Linked DNA regions of Sus scrofa: region 1 is linked to region 2. Evidence: chromatin contacts called from public HiChIP or PLAC-seq data. All regions are on one chromosome and are shown on one strand. The core of a region is the stretch at or near the end of the contact, and the rest is flanking DNA. Distances in the headings are between cores, read along the strand shown.

The links. HiChIP or PLAC-seq counts read pairs in DNA pulled down with a chosen protein or histone mark.
Region 1: a contact with region 2 is called in an H3K27ac HiChIP or PLAC-seq map of alveolar macrophages. The contact joins two enhancer-like sites. A contact is called at or near these places in 6 of 47 Hi-C or Micro-C datasets (blood, fetal liver, skeletal muscle and 1 more) and 1 of 2 datasets of contacts at active chromatin or transcription factors (alveolar macrophages).

What each region holds. Positions count from the first base shown.
Region 1 is chr2:61,368,276-61,372,720 of Sscrofa11.1, forward strand. All of the region lies in intron 5 of AP1M1 (adaptor related protein complex 1 mu 1 subunit), which reads right to left. Among named protein-coding and RNA genes, the nearest start is that of AP1M1, 16 kb to the right of the region's middle. Within about 2 kb of position 1,561, at least 11 of the 83 cell types and tissues checked have an H3K27ac peak or open chromatin away from gene starts, as enhancers often do. A contact at or near this core is called in alveolar macrophages, where this site is marked.
Region 2 is chr2:61,254,826-61,259,127 of Sscrofa11.1, forward strand. No RefSeq gene overlaps it. Among named protein-coding and RNA genes, the nearest start is that of KLF2, 16 kb to the right of the region's middle. Within about 2 kb of position 1,651, at least 13 of the 83 cell types and tissues checked have an H3K27ac peak or open chromatin away from gene starts, as enhancers often do. A contact at or near this core is called in alveolar macrophages, where this site is marked.

The DNA of each region.
Region 1 (4,445 bases), core at 311-2,810, 110 kb after region 2:
CTTTGCCTCTGAGGGAAATGGAGAACTGAGGTGCCAAGTGGATGACGACCCCAAGAAAGACACAAAACAAGACAGAAGGCCCTGGGGGTATGGCTCCATCATCTCCCATTGCTCACTGTACTCTGACCACAGTGGCCTCTCACTGTGCTCGCCTCAGCAGGAATCTGTCTGCCCCACCGTGCACAGCAGCTGCCTCCTCCTTTACCTCCCTACCAGCCCTGTCTGCCTGTCTGTCCATCTCTGTCCATGCTCTGGGGAAGGGGGCATGTCAGGCTGCTCACTGCTGGGTTGGGCATGGGAACAGTGCCTGGGGCAGCAGGCATTCAGCGAGCCCATGCAGACACGGCCCCTCACCCCTGGGCTCTGAGCTGACACCAACTGACCCTCCCACCTGTCCTTACGCTGTGGGTCCTCTGTGCTCCCCTACTCCAGCTGTCTGCCCTTAGATCCCCTTCTCTCGGGGCTATCTCTGCTTGGGGAATTGGTACTACACAGCCCTCTATAGCTGAAAGATGGGAAAGAGGGCTCAGGAAGTGGAGACAGAAGCCATGCAGTGGCTAAGGCTAATCCAAGCCCTGTGGGCAGCAACTAAGAAGGGGCTGGCCTTCTTAGCTAGGGTGTGACTGGCAGCCCCAAGCCAGTGCCTTCCCCAGGGTGGGCATGGAGGAATTGTTTGCCAGGGGATCGGCTACCTAGGTATACCAGTACAACCAGATTTCCGGGCTCTGGAGGCCATTGTTGACTCTGGAGGCTGCTGGCTCTGCAGTCAAGACTTAGGAAGGTGTGTTCTAACATGCCTGGGATGTCCACACCTGCCTTGTGCTGCCTCCTGTATGGAAGAACAGGGGTCATCCTTGGGCGGTGCCACATGCGAGGACACATTGTAGCTGGGACCCCCCTGAACTCCTGGTGCTCTCCCACACGGCTGTTTATAAGTTGCTCCCTGGGATTTACTTCTCAGCCCTGGGACACCCTAGAGCCATGTTCTGGGCTTAGTAAACAATTTAGACCAAGGTCCTTAGGCAGGAGGGTAACGCAGTGAGTGAGGCTACTGCCTTGCCTCACAGCTTAGAAAGTAAGATGGCAAATATGCTGACGTTCAGGAGAACCTTTTTGGAAAGTGCTGTCACTTAGCAACTGCATGTCTGGGAACTCAGCCCTCTAGAAATTCCTCCCAGTATGAGAGATGCCCAAGCACACGCCTGAGGATGAGCAATCCCGCTCATTTCTACACTGGCTGTAAAAGTCAGAAACGGGCATACCTAAGTGGCCCACAGGACGGGACTGGCCCAGTCAGTCCTGGTCTTCCCAGGCAGGGAGGCGAGGTCCTCTCCCGTGTGGAGTCAGGTGGGCTGCAGGGCAGATGGAATTGGCTAGCATTGCTCTTTCCCTGCCACTGGCCACAGCTATAAAACCTGGGCAGGATGCATGGACAACTACTGGAAGACTGAAAATCTTCCAGCAGCTCTGGGAAGAGCTGGGGGAGTGAGCAGTCCACAACACCCCCGGCCCTTGAGAAAGTGCAGCAGAAAGCTGGAAGTGGAAATGAGCATTGGGGTGAAGATAGAGCTTGCGGAAGCCTCTAGCTCTGGCTCCAGGGCCAGAAGGGGAACTATTGCTGCTCAGAGGGAGTATGGAAATCCCCTATTTCTCCCCTTTTCTCTATTTTCTCATATCCTAGGCTCCAGGAAATTCAAATTTCAAAAAAATTTCTGTCATTAAATCAAATAGCTAGTAGGTCTGTTCTGAAAGAACTGCTAAAAGAAGCTTTTCAGACAGAAGTGCAATTGTACCAGAGGGAAACCTGGAAAATTGGGAATGAGGGGAGAAAAACAGAAATGGTAAGTATCTGGTTAAATATGGTAGAAAGTCTTCTTACTCTCTTCCTGAGTTCTTTAAAGTACGTTTGACAATTGAAAGCAAACATTTCAACACTGCCTGACATGGTTTTCAATGTATGCAGATGAATATATAGGACAACTCTATAAAGGGGCAGTAAAGTTTCTAAAGTCCAATTGAAGTTGTAAAATATTAACTCTAAGTAGATGATAAGAAAGTAAGTATATACTTTGTAGCACCCACTAAATAAACTGTACGAAGAAAAAATATAGAATGAAGAAACAAAATGGGAACACTAAAAATGTTCAAATAGATCATAGAAAGATAAGAAAAGGAAACAAAAGGAATGAAAAACAGGGAACAGGAGTTCCTGCTATGGCACAGTGGGTTAAGAATTTGACTGCAGCAGCTAGGGTCTCTGTGGAGGTGTGGGTTTGATCCCCAGGGGGTGCAGGGGGTTAAGGAATCTGGCATTGCCACAGCTGCTGCATAGGCCCCAGCTGCCGCCTGGATTCAATCCCTGGTCTGGGAACTTCCCTATGCTGCAGGTGTGGCCATAAAAAAACAAAAAGAAACCCAAACAAATAAACAAAAAACCAGGGGAAACAAACAGAAAACAAATAATAAAATGGTATACTTTAATCCCAGCAAATTAATGGTTATAGTAAGTATAAAAGCTCTAAACATATCAAAGACAGAGACTGCCAGAATGGATTTTAAAAATGACCCAATTATATGCTTTCTATAAGATATATGACACAGGTAATAAGTTAAAAGTAAAAGGATTAAAAAAAAGGAAGTAAAAGGATAGAAAGACATATAGCATGTAAAGACTAATCAAAAGAATTAAGGAGTGATAACAGCAAAACAGACCTCAGAGCGGAAAAAAAAAAAAAATCAGGGATAAAGAGGGATAGTATATAATGATAAAACGGGTCAGTTAACTAAGAAAACAGAAGGGAGTTCCTGTCGTGGCGCAGTGGTTAATGAATCCGACTAGGAACCATGAGGTTGCGGGTTCGGTCCCTGCCCTTGCTCAGTGGGTTAACGATCCGGCGTTGCCGTGAGCTGTGGTGTAGGTTGCAGACGCGGCTTGGATCCCGCGTTGCTGTGGCTCTGGCGTAGGCCGGTGGCTACAGCTCCGATTCAACCCCTAGCCTGGGAACCTCCATATGCCAAGGGAGCGGCCCAAGAAATAGCAACAATAACAATAACAACAACAACAACAACAAAAAAAAAAAAAAAAGAAAGAAAACAGAAGAATCCTAAAACTGCTTGTGCCTAATAGCAGAAATTCAAAATATGTTAAGCAAAGACAGCTAAATTCACAATTACAGCTGGAGAGTTTAATGCTCCTCTGTCAGTAATAGGTAGAACCAACAGGCAGAAAATTAGCAAGAATTGCCAGAAGAATTGAATAATGCCATTAACCAAATGGATTTAATTGGTATTTACAGAACACTCTATCCAATGAAAGCACGATATACATTTTTTTTCAAGTGCATGTGGAACAGTCACTGAGATAGATCATCTTCTGGATCATTAAGACAAACCTTAACAAACTTTAAATAATTGAGAGTATATAAACTATATTCTCAGATCATAATAGAATTAAACTAAAAATCAATAACAAGATAACAGAAAAATCTTCATTTAAAAATTAAACAACACATATTTTATTAAATAATCCATGGGTCAAAAAGGAAGTCTCAGAGTTCCTGTCATGGTGCAGGGGAAACTAATCCGACTAGGAACCATGAGGCTGCGGGTTCGATCCCTGACCTTGTTCAGTGGGTTAAGGATCTGGCGTTGCCTCGAGCTGTGGTGTAGGTTGCAGATGCGGCTCGGATCCGGTGTTGCTGTGGCTCTGGTGAAGGCCAGTGGCCACAGCTCCGATTCGACCCCTAGCCTGGAAACCTCCATATGCTATGGGTGTGGCCCTCAAAAAGAAAGGAAAAAAAAAAGGAAGTCTCAGGGGAAATTTGAAAATGTTTTGAACAAAAATGAAAATCCAACATATCAGTATAGGATATAGCTAAAGTAGTGCTTAGAGAGAAATTAAAGCATTAAATGTTTACATTAGAAAAGAAGAAAGGTTTCAAAATAGAATCTTCAGTTTCCACTTAAACAAAGTAGAAAAAGAAGAGCAAAATAAGCTGAAATCATGAGGAAGAAAATACTAGAGACAAGAGCAGACATCAGTGAAATATAAAACAGGAAAACAAAAGAGAAAATCAATGAAATCAGAAGCTGATTCTTTGTAAAGATCAATAAAACAGATAAACCTCTTAAAAGATCGACAAAGAGAAAAGAAAGACAACATAAATTACCAATACTGGAAATGGGAGCTCCTGCTGTGGTGCAGTGTGATAAGAATCTGATTGCGGTGGCTTGGGTCAAAGGCACAGGTTTGATCCCCAGCCCAGTGCAGTGGGTTAAAGGATCTGGTGCTGCTGCAGCTGAAGCGTAGGTTGCAGCTGAGGCTCAGATTCAGTCCCTGGTCCAGAAACTTCCATGTGCCATAGGTGTAGCCAATTTAAAAAAAAAAAAAGGAAAAGAAATGGGAGTTCCTGTTGTGGCACAGCAGAAATGAATTCAACTATTTC
Region 2 (4,302 bases), core at 401-2,900:
CAATTCAGTGGCATGAAGCACATTTCACATGGTTGTGCAACCACCAACATCCATCCCCAGAATCTGCTCTTCTTCCTAAACTGAAACTCTGTCCCCACTAAACACTAAACTCTGTCCTTCCCCCAGTCCTTGGCACCCACCCTTCTGCTTTCTGGTAGTGACTATTCTGGGGACCTCATATAAGTGCAATGGTGCAGAATTTGTCCTTTTGTGACTGGCTTATTTCACTCAGCATAATGTCCTCAAGGTTCATCCATGTTGGAGCCTGTGTCAGAATTTCCTTCCTTAAAAAAGGCTGAATAATATTTCATCCTACGTCTGTATATGCATCGTATGCACATTGTATATTTATATACTATATTTTGTTATCTGTGTATCCTTTGATGAATGCTATTTTATATTTACATTCACGCAAAGAATTCCATTAAAAATAGCAAAGTTTTCCATCAAAGTCTCTCTTCCAATTGCTTTTTTTAAAAAATCATTTTGTTTTTTGGATTTCCTGCTATGGCACAGTGGGTTAAGGATCTGGTATTGTCACACCTGTGGCATAGGTCACAGGTGGGGCTTGAATTCAATCCCTGGCTTAGGTACTTCCATTAAAAAAAAAATTACCAGAGGAGTTCCCATCGTGGTGCAGCGGAAATGAATCTGACTAGGAACCATGAGGTTTCAGGTTCGATCCCTGGCATCACTCAGTGGGTTAAGGTTCCGGTGTTGCCGTGAGCCGTGGTATATGTAGGTCGAGACACGGCTGGATCTGATGTTGTTGTGGCTGTGACATAGGCTGGCAGCTGTAGGTCCAATTGGACTCCTAGCCTGGGAAACTCCATATGCCGCAGGTGTGGCCCTAAAAAGCAAAAAACAAACAAACAAACAAACAAAAGAAACACCCAAAACTTTTCTTCCAGGCAAACACCTCGCAGAAGCCCCTCCCTCTCAGAGATGCACTTACGCTGGAGAAAGGCCCAGTTTGAATCACCTGCACTGACACTCTGCCTATGCATTTCCATCAGGCACTTGAGTCTCCTTGGACAAAAGTCAGCTCAGGGGAGGACAGTTGCCAATGACATCGGGAACTGTCATGAAACGTAGCAGTCCCCCCAACTTCAGTCCCACCTCTCAGGGACCAGCAGGATGAAGCAGAACAAGTGGGCTTGCTCCTTTAGCATTCACTGTCTCCCTCTTCATAACGGCCACCACTTCTTCACTGAACACCTACTGTGTGCCAGGCAAAGAGCAGGCCCCACCCATCAGAGAACAGCCACCAAAACAGCTACCAAGGACCCCTTTTGACAGTGGAGGAAATGGAGGCCCGGGAGTCACAGGTTGATGGAGCTCAGCTCAGACCTGTCCAGTGCCCCCAGCCCCTGCCTGGTGGCCAGGGCCGCCTCTCCAAGTCACTGGAAACCCAGATCCTTGAAGGCAGGGCAAAGCCGGCCTTGGGCTCCTGCAGTGAACTGCGCAGATGCAGGCCGAGGGCTGGTGGGAACAAGCCGTGCTTGATGGAACAGCCACCAACTTCTGAGATGAGAAAGCTTTCCTTCGACAAAACCCCGGATGACTCAAAATGAGCTGACGAGCCCCCAGCAAGCTGGCTTAAGTCACCCCGGGCCACGTGGAGGAAATGAGCCATCAGGATGTGTTTGAGGTTTGGGGTTCAACGGAAACACACTGGGAATGTGGAGAATTTTGCTCCTGAGAGATGGGATTGGTGCCTCTGGGCATATTTTAAAGCCAAATGAAGAATGGGGCTGGCTGGACTCCGGATTCCTGGTTTTCCTCCTAGCTTTGGAAATGTCAGAGACCCGAGGCCGCAGACAGGGGGTTTGGCCAAGGAGTGTGTCTTTCAGTCTTGGGACAGTCCCTCAAAGGCCAACTCGGGGTCAAGGTTAAAATCAGGGCTGATGGAGGTGGAGATCAGTCAGGATGTGCTGGAGAGGGCAGGACGGCTGCCTCGAGAACGGCGGCTGGCATTCGGCGGGTGCAGAATGATTTCCTGAATGACTATGACAATTTAGAGCCTCATGTCTCAATGTGTGGTGGAGCCGGTCCCCAGGGCGCTACATACATGTCAACTTCTGGGCCCTGCCCAAGGTCCCCCCGGATAAGATGAGACCTCCCCTGGAGGACAGAGGGGAGGGGACAGCAGAGGCTGATTGCATGCTGTGTGTGTGCTGGGAAACTTGACTCTGATTTACTTTTCTGGCCAGCCCAGGGGGAAGCTTTTGTTTCCAGAGATTCAGTTGCCCGGGGCCACAGCTGGGAGGCAAACGCCAGAGCTGGAGTGACCCCGGGCTGCCAGGTTCCAAGTCCCATCTACACTGCCTGCTGCACACTACCCTGCATGAGCATCAGCACTGACTCCTGGTCGATCAGAAATCTTGTCATCCCAGGAAGGCCTGAATTTAGGGTTTCGCTGCGGTATTATGAGGACCTGGGGACAGAGCCACTATACCAACTCATGTTGTGACAGCTTCTCAACCAGCCCCCCCACTCTTGGAGCACCCCACATGGCTGGCTGCTCAGGCCCTGTCTGCTGAGAGTGCCAGATACCCATCCAGGTGCCCCTGCCCCAGTGAGGTCAGGCTCGCAGGGTGGGGAGCAGGGGTTTTGCTAAGGGAGTCAGGGCAGTCTTCCCAGAAGAGGTGACGCTGGAGCAAGGCCTTGAAAGATGGACTAGAGTTTCCCATGGACACATGGGAGGGGTTTTTTGGCATAAGGAACAGCCTCTGCCAAAATGTGGAATTGAGGAGAAGCAAGGGTCAGTCAGGGTTGACAGGGAGAGGGGACTCAGAGATTAGAGTGAAAGATGAGGGGTGACATGGGAGAAGCATGACATGGGAGAAGCAGAGGCTAAAGGAGAGAGCATGCTGACCATTAAGGACTGGAATGTGGAATGAAGGAGTTTCCAGCAAGTTCTAAATAAGCAAGGGAGGAGTTCCCATTGTGGTGCAACGGAAACGAATCTGACTAGCATCCATGAGGATGCGGGTTCAATCCCTGGCCTCACTCAGTGGGTTAAGGATCTGGTGTTGCCATGACCTGTGGTGTAGTTCGCAGACTCGGCTCAGATCTGGCATTGCTGTGGTTGTGGTGTAGACTAGTGGCTACAGCTCTGATTTGACCTCTAGCCTGGGAACTTCCCATATGCCACTGGTGCGGCCCTAAAAAGACAAAAAAAAAAAAAAAGAAAAAAAGAAAAATAAATAAGCAAGGGAGGAGTGTATCTGGATGGCTGGGGTAGGCCCTCAGAACAGACCCCCTACTCATCCCTGTGCAGTGGACCCCCTTGGAGCCATGAGGAGCTGCCCTTTGGGGCTCTGGGATCACCCGCAGGATCAAGATGGGCTCCCACTGTGGAGGCCCCAACCCCGTGGGAATCACAAGAATCACCCAGAGACATCATGGACCCCCCAGATCTGCAGATGAGTCCCGGGTGCCTACATGGCCCAGAGCAAAGCCAGATCTGCATGCCTCTTCCCCCCAGCCTTGGCACTCAGGTCCCCAAATGGATCTCCTGCCTCCAGGATTTGCTGGTTCTATCTTGGAGCAGGGCCTTCTGTACTCTAGTTACTTAATTTCCACGTATTTCCAAGTTGGGCAAATTTCCCTCTGTTTAGGGTTTCTCATCTCATTCCCTTGTGGCCAAGGAACATACTTGGTATTATCTCAAAGCCTCTTCCATTTTTGAGGTTGGTCAGTGGCCCATCCTAGGGAATGTTCATGTGTATTCTGCCGCCGTGGGGTGGAGTGTTCCAGACGTGTCTGTTCAGTCTAGTGGGTTTCCAGACACCCTGCATTTTAAAAAAAAGTGAGAGGGAGGGGAAAAAAAAATAAAAAGACTCGTCAATAGAATGTTCTGTTCACATTGTTCTAGGTTAAAACGGAGGAGGTCCTGGCTTGGGGGGGCCAAGGGACCCAGAAGTCCTGGCTGGCCTGTTCCCCTGAGTGGCCTCTGCTGAGTGAGGGCAGATGGCATTGGCTCAGCCCAAGCCCTGGCCCGATGGAGGGTCGCCCAGCTGGTTTCCAAGGGATATGTGTCCCTCCTGAGAAGGCTGTCCTGGGCCGCTGGGGCTCAGTAAGGCTGGGTGCTGGCTGCATGCAGAGCAGCCTGGAAGCTGAGGGGTGGGCGGGCGGGCGTGCTGGGTGTGAGCGGCACCTCGACCGCAGGCCTGTCCGGCTCCCGGTTGCGCTGTGACTCTCTACACAGCCTGCGCTGCTGCAAAACCCCGATTTCCGGGTGACCCCAATGCCGGGCCACTGCCAGTGCTCCCCTCCCCTCTGCTGCTGCCCCCATTT